2 separate regions of the Mus musculus genome follow, and region 2 is linked to region 1. A link is a contact called in public HiChIP or PLAC-seq data. All regions are on one chromosome and are shown on one strand. The core of a region is the stretch at or near the end of the contact, and the rest is flanking DNA. Distances in the headings are between cores, read along the strand shown.

The links. HiChIP or PLAC-seq counts read pairs in DNA pulled down with a chosen protein or histone mark.
Region 2: a contact with region 1 is called in an H3K4me3 HiChIP or PLAC-seq map of the 230-238 cell line, with 6 times the contacts expected there. The contact joins two enhancer-like sites. A contact is called at or near these places in 1 of 484 Hi-C or Micro-C datasets (bone marrow-derived macrophages), 5 of 115 datasets of contacts at active chromatin or transcription factors (the 230-238 cell line, CD8 T cells, embryonic stem cells and 1 more) and 1 of 9 other capture datasets (embryonic stem cells).

Annotation. Positions count from the first base shown.
Region 1 is chr1:161,434,109-161,438,049 of GRCm38.p6, forward strand. No RefSeq gene overlaps it. Among named protein-coding and RNA genes, the nearest start is that of Tnfsf4, 41 kb to the left of the region's middle. Within about 2 kb of position 1,838, at least 8 of the 459 cell types and tissues checked have an H3K27ac peak or open chromatin away from gene starts, as enhancers often do. A contact at or near this core is called in the 230-238 cell line, where this site is marked.
Region 2 is chr1:161,694,854-161,698,695 of GRCm38.p6, forward strand. No RefSeq gene overlaps it. Among named protein-coding and RNA genes, the nearest start is that of Gm31869, 71 kb to the right of the region's middle. Within about 2 kb of position 2,183, at least 6 of the 459 cell types and tissues checked have an H3K27ac peak or open chromatin away from gene starts, as enhancers often do. A contact at or near this core is called in the 230-238 cell line, where this site is marked.

The sequences.
Region 1 (3,941 bases), core at 588-3,087:
TAGAATTAGCTCCCCCCTTCAAATGCTATATTGAACAAAACTTAAAACTTGAATAAAATATCAAACCCTCAAAAAATAAGAAAAGAAAAGTTTAATAAAACTGAGTTGGATTTTCTGAAAAGATTTAAGAAGGAAAATTGTCAAACCTGCAGCTAAACTGATGAAGATTTCGACAAGCAAGATGAGCAGTGAAAGAGGCCCACCGTCGGCAATGAAGCCCCAGAAACATTATGATGATGGACATTCACTATGAACAATAGACCTACAACAAGTTGAGTAACAGGGCAAAAGCAAATGCTTCAATTCCCAGAACTACTAGGATGCGTGAACATACAAATCCTGAGCTAGGGGACTGACTCATTGATAAGCATGATCTTGTCATAAAGATGTGCAGGCCAGATTTCTTTACTGGTGGATTCTATTGAGCATTTTAAAAAAGTAACACCAAACGTTTCTCAACATTTCAAAAATAAAATGATGGGGAAGGAATACTAAGATTATTGATATACAAGGTCAGCATTATCCCATACCAGAGCCTAAGACACTATAAAGAAAGATAACTACAGGTCCTCATTCTGGATGAACACATGAAAAAAAAAATCATCACCAAACAAAGTAGTAAATGAAGTTTAGCAGTCCATTAAAAGACATTCATTAAGATCAAGAGGCATTTATCCCAGAGATTCAAAGATGGTTCAATATACACAAATTAAAAAAAAATCACATTGTCATAGTGGAAGGCAAAAATATATATAAACTAGTCAGCAGACAAACAATAAAGAGAATGACAAGCTTAAACATTCCCTTCTGATTATTTTAAAAAGAGAAAGACAGATGGGAAGGAAGTAAGGAAGAAAGGAAAGAAGAAAGGAAGGATGAACATATAGCTAGAAATCCTAGAGATGTCTCAGTAGGAAGACTTAGGCCCTGTCTTTCAAAAGGCCTGGGCTCAATTCCAAGCGTCCATCCACATGGTGGCTTGCAATTGTCTATAACTCCATCTTCAGGAGATTTGATGCCCTCTTTTGGCCTCTGAAATTAGCAGGCTCATAACTGGTGCACAGGAATACATATAAGCAAACCACTCATACACATAAAACTATAATAATAATAATGTTTTAGAGTCTACACAACTAAAGAGTAAGCAAGGAACATGTGTACCTAAACACAGTGACATGTGTGTATGCTAAGCCTGCAGCTCTGTAGCTTGATAATTGGCCACTCACCTCTCAACAGTGTCCATATGGTGCGACATGAAAATGTCTAGCAGTTGCTCTAAAAATCTTATGATTTTTATGATCAAAACTGTGATATGTTGTTAGGGAAAGCACCCTCGTATAGGTAGGTAAGAATGTATACTTCCTGAAATTCTTTACAGAAGTCATGGTTGTGTGGCCAAATTCAATTCATGGAGGTAGAAGGCAAAATTTAGAGTGTGATACCTAGCCAAGATCTGTAAAGTGGAGATGAATTTGCAAGAGAGGATTCTGCTGCCCTTGCTCTCATAAGTGCTTGGGAAGGCTTACCCAGCGACTTGAGACTCAGATTACCTTAGGAGAGAAGAATTAGGAAGAACACTTGAGGTAACAGCAGCAGAAGCAAAAGGCAGGCTGCGAGAGAATGCTGGATACTGTCCAGCATAGAGACAGCTTGAACATCACCTTACCTCAGGGAAAAACGATTATTTTATTTAAATGACTGCTTTGGTGGTTTCCATGTCTACATCATACACAATCTCTAAGTTGTATTTGTGGCTTTCTGGTCTATGTGTGGCTGCCTTTCCAGACTCATCTCCCACGACATCTGCCCACCTTTTATCCTCAACCAGTAAAGACCCACACCCCAAGCAGAATAAATGACTTTCAGTTCCCCAATCTTGTTGCCCTGCTCACTCTCTCTGAAGTATTTTAGTCTACTCTTCTTCATAGTTTTACTGTTTATTCCAGGAAGGTTGTCTTTTTGTCCCAAGTCTGAATAATTCCCATAAAACATGTCTGGTATTGATTGCAGTTATTAAATCATCTGTCTGGTTCTTCCCCTAGGTCCTAGATAGTGCATTTAAAGTTTCACCTCCAACTGCTTAGCAAGAATTTTGGCATGTAGAGTGTTAGGACATGTGCAGTGACTGGAAACAAGTAGATAAATGAATAGCCCTTCCCCAACACATTATGGTGAAACGGATGGACTTGTTTTAATAAGTTCTGGGCTAATTTACCGGTACCAAGAGGTCAGAGCATGGCTCCAACCAGCAATTCTGGCCACCCAGCCTCTCCATTCCACAGAAATAGGCAAAGATGACAAATTTCCATTTCTGTGTCTGATTTACCTTTGTGATTTTGCACAGCTCATCTTCCCTCCTCCTGTTCTTCTTACCACAAAGCCCACGCACCTCAGCTTAGAGGAAAAGCTAATTGTAGATGGATACTTCTTCAGAGAAAACGCCATCTTCAAATCAAATTCTGAGGCGTTAGTCTAGTCCCTTTGAGGTTAAGCAGTGGGCTGGAGGGGTGTGTGCTGTCACATGCTGTACCAATGACCAACTCGGCACACAGATGACTTTCTTCCTCCCAGTTTTGCTGTTACTCATGCTTTCATGTCCCCCCTTTTATCTCTTGTAAAGAAGTAGTCATCTGCATAAAGTTGTTTTATTGTGGGGTCTGTGTCGTGAGAAATGAAACCTACCTGAAGATAGTAAACAATGAGTCATGCCTTGTCTCTCACCTTCTACCACGTTCACCATTCAGCCATTATTCACTTAGCAGCTGTCGAGAGGATCAGATCAACTGGGGCCATATTGCAGGCTATGCTCAAGTAACATTTGCTTTATAGCCTCACCTGACTAACTGTAACGGTTACTGCTTTTTCCCCTCATCATGTGGGCATTGCATCAGACTCCATACTCACAGGATAGATAAAGACAGTGGTTACACATGCCCTCCTCTAGCACTCAGGAGGTAGAGGCAGGCCTAGTCTACAGAGAGAGAGAGAGTTCTAGAACAAAAGAGACAGCTATCAGAGCAGTACAATAAGACATTTCAAGAGGGAGAGCCTATATATTTATATTTTTCTAGAAGACAGTTACAGTTGTTCTGTTATTATTAAATATTGTTCCTAGTTGTTCATTGTGCTTTATTTTAAAGTTAGACAATATTAGGCTTGCCATAGAGCAAAATGCCTACCTTCAAAGATGGCGAATAAAATTGTCAACTTTTAAATGTGTGCAAAGTTAGTTTTTCATTTCGATGACTTTATATTCTGTCACTGAATGAAATACATTGCCTTAATTTTATTTTTATATGGTATTCAGATAGAGTTCCTAAGCTCTACAGAGGAATTTGAAGACTACGGGGCCAGAAAAACTGCAGTTTTGTTGAGCTTTTTAGAAAAAAATTCCCCAAACACTCAGTATGCTTTCATCTCAGTGATTAACGTCCTGACACAACGGAACACAACTAAAATTCATGGTATGTATATCTTAATTCTTTTTAGGAGCGGTAACGAAAGTTTTCAAAGCCACTCAAAAATTTTGAAACTTTTTGTAGACACCTTTGAAGTGGTATGCTGAAAATGAGGCTTTCTTTCTTTTTTTTAGCGTATCAGAAATAAACAATGTACTCGAGTCTCACACCCACTGGTGCAAACTTAGAAAGCAGAAAAGATGGTGAGGAGATGTGGAGGCAGGTAGAGTTGGGAAAGAACAGTTTTAGGTGTCCCACAGACTGTCGCCATCTCTTTATTGCGTGGCGAGCAGCACTAATTCATTTAGACGGTCTCTTCTACTCTTTTGCTGTTGTAGCATCTTGAGTCTAATTACCTAGTGTTCTACGTAGACATTCACACTGATTGGCATTGACAAGATATAGATCTGTCCCTAAAGTATTCAAGGTGGAGCTGTTAAAACAAAAAGGCAGTAAGCTTTTTCTCCATGATCATGGAGATGG
Region 2 (3,842 bases), core at 933-3,432, 260 kb after region 1:
AAAAACTTAAGTTTTTCATAATATTTGGGGAAAATGTGGGAAGCAATAGAACCCAAGAATGGATTTTAAAAAGTTTTTTTTTTCTTAAAGGTGGAGGTGGTGGTGCTTTTAACCCCAGCACTCAGGAGACAGAGGCAGGCAGATCTCTGTGAATTTGAGACAAACCTGGTCTACAGAGAAAGTTTCATGACTGTAAGACTGTCAGGGATACACAGAGAAATCCTGTCTGGAAAAACAAACAAACAAAAAATGAAAAAACCCAAACAAACCAGGAGGAGGAGGAAGAGGAGGAAGGAGGAGAAAGGAGGAGGAAGGAGGAGGAAGAGGGGGAAGGAGAAGAAAGGAGGAAGAGGAGGAAGGAGGAGAAAGGAGGAGGAAGAGGGGGAAGGAGAAGAAAGGAGGAAGAGGAGGAAGGAGGAGAAAGGAGGAGGAAGAGAAGGAGGAAGGAGGAGAAAGGAGGAGGAGGAAGTAGGAGAAAGGAGGAGGAAGAGGAGGGAGGAGAAAGGAGGAGGAGGAAGAGGAGGAAGAAGAAGGAGGAGGAGAAAGGAGGAGGAGGAAGAGGAAGAAGAGGAAGGAGGAGGAGGGGAGGAGGAGGAAGAGGAAGAAGAGGAAGGAGGAGGAGGAAGGGGGAGGAGGGAGGAGGAGGGAGGAGGAGGAGGGGGAGGAGGAGGAAGGTGATAACACAGACAAAGCTATTTCCTGGCTCTTCAAATTATGCTTTCTCATCCCCCCCACCCCCAACCCCGCCCAGGTTGCCTCTCCGCCATTCTCTTCCCTCTGTGTAAATTATCCTCAGGTGCTATATGTCAATCTATAAATTATATACCATTTTCTCATAGGATACTCTCTCCTTCAAGCATCCAGCTGCACAGGACAGGTGGAAGAAAGGTAACAGATGCATGCATGCCTCAGAACACAGGAAGAAAACACTCACATCCTTAGGTAAGACAGAGATCCCAGAGGTACTGTAACAGGGGTCAAGACTGGGAATCCTCAGCCTCCTCCCTTAGATAGCTCTGTCATACGTAGACAACTAAGCAAGAAAACGTATAATTTCTCTTGAGCTGTCCAAGAGTCAAAGGGCCACTTTCTCTGTCAGCCACTGCAGCTCGTTGTTCAACAGTTTTCCTTCAGTTACAGAAATTAAGCTCCCTGTCCTAAACCATCAAAGCCCAGCATGTTCACCATCACCCGCCCTTAATCCTCTACTGCTCCTGATTGGTTCACTGCCTGGCCTGTCTCAATTTCCTACTCTCATGCTTTGTTTCCACGTGCTCAGCCTTGCCCTTTGTGCTGGAATTACCCGGATTTTTTCTGAATTCCTTCCTGACACCTTTCCTTCCACCCCTTATCCTTTCCTAACCCTTCTTTTCTTCTAGAGTCTCCTTCTTTTATTCTTCTAAGTTGTGTTGTCTCTCTGCCCTTCTTGAGTTACATAAAGTTTAAGTTCTAAATTCCTACACAGAAAGAAAATGCAGTAGTTCTGGACTGGCTGTAGCGCACAGTCTCAGATTTTGTTCCACATTCCTCAGAAGCAAGCCTATTTTTATAGATAGCATTTCCTCTTTGTTGCAAGCCTCTTTCCTCCACCTGCAAACTTTCTTCATTCCAGGAAAGGAAAACGTGTATACTGTAGCCTCATAGAGGAACAAGGCTCACAAAAAGTTCAACACATTCTTCCCCCGTGGTCTCCCGGCTCGGAGCGCATCTCTTTGGAAAATGTTATTCATTTTATACCACTCTTAATCTGGCATTTAGTGACTGTATAAGAGTTTATTATTTATAAATAATGGCTACACTTTAACATGCATAAAACCTTACAAATATTTTTTGTATGTATTGGTCCTAGTGCCTTAAAAATCAAGGGGACAAATACAAGACAGAAATTGATAATAGTCTCAAGACTGTTACTTCTGTCTAATATGCTCAGTAAGTGGTAATTTAAGTTAACAGAACACTGATACTTTTATACTGACCCTGGAGGAAGTTATGGAGTTAAATTGGATCCAGGAAAGACACAGCATTTTGAAGAAAAAAAAAAAAACACGCTAGGATTTGGATACTATTTGAGTAGGGATTCATGAGCTAGAAACTCAATTCCCAGTCTAATAGTGATTGGATGTAGACCTTTAAGAGGTGGAGCCTATTGAAAGTGGTTAGGTCACTGGGCATGTCCTTCAGAAAAGATGGATGTAGTTTTATGAAGACTCAAGAGAGAAGGCGTGGCCTTTACGCTCTGTGCTTTACAGTCCTCCACGCGCTGCTGTCTCCTTTCTCTCCTCTCACATGTATTGTAGCCAAGGGAACCCTTGTCAAAGCCCAAACAGATGTGTCTACCTAATACTGAACTTTCAACTTCCAAAACCATGAGCTAAATAGACCCTTTCCACTGACAAGTACCCTTCTCCAGGTATTGTACTATATAGTTTCAGCAAACAGAATAGTACAATATAGAATGAAATCATTCCCATGCTTATTTCAAATCAAATAGGATGTCATGGTTGTCTCTTCAGAGCAATTGTCTAATTTACAAAATTGAGCACAGACTCATGGGTCTTGACATGGAGTATTAATTTAGATATCCTATACATTGCATATATGACTGACATGTAAATAATGTCTTCTCATAAGAAGTAAAAAGACAGCACATGATGGCTAAGCGGTGTTTCTCTTCTCTGTTTTGTAGCACGCCGTACTTAAACCATGCATTGTCTGCTTACTGAAGCCCAGTCCTCTCACCCGACCTTTGACTCTACCTTGAAGGAAGAGTCTGAACCATGTAGGGAGAAAACAGAAGAACTGACGAGTATTAGGTATCCACCGTGTTGTGTGCATCTCCTATCTGCTCAGCTCGTGTTACACTGAGAAGTGCTCCCTGCCTGCTGTTTTTAGTTTTAGGAATGAGGAACTTGAGCCACCCTTTTCAAATTTAAATATTATACTTTCGATCATATCTCCCGAACAGAAGATGGGAGAACTGAAAATCTCAGGAGAATCTGACTTCAGTGATCTGGTTTTCCCTTCTGCACAGGACCAACTCCAATATTAGATTTTTTTTTACAAGAGCACAAATCCACTTTTATTTATTTACTCTCCATTAGTTTAAATCCAGGACAAGTAGAGCATCATATAGACTCTGTGTCCAGCCTTTGCGGGAAGGTTGCTTGGGAATTTGACATGATCCATACCACTGTTTCTGTGGGGCTGAGGTACTTGTCCCTACATCACTTTGGTTCTGTTAGGTTTGACTCCAGGGGTCACTGCATTGCTTTTTGCTTTATACACATAAGCACATCTCTTGCCCAAGTAGCACCCAATTTCATCTCAAGCATAAACGCCTTCAATGTTGAGAAGAGCCATTGTGTTCTCTTTGGTTCCAGAGAGCTCACTTGTGGCTAGCAAAAATGGACGTGCTTCACAGCCTTCCGAAGATATTTGCTCTTTTTTTTTTTTTTTTTAGAAGTCTGTTCCCAGTGGGCCTTGCAGGTGCCAAGACAGTGGAAAGAGCACAATATTAGATACTTAATGGTTTTTCATAGAGTACGAGATTACAACCTGGTTAACTCAGCTACTATGATAGGCACAGTGGTACCTGTAATCCTAGTGTACAAGGCTGTGATGGGGTGTCAGAAGCTGGGGGTTCACTTGGGATACAAAGGGTAGCACAGTAGTGCTGTGTTATCATTATCTTCTTCCTCACCCTGACCTTGATTCGCATAATGGTCACACCAGACATTGAGCACAATACTCCTTGACAAACTTACTTTATAATCCTCACACTATGTGGCTACTAAAGTCAGAAAGACATCAACAAAAGGCTGTGGAAAGGCAGAAAACAAATG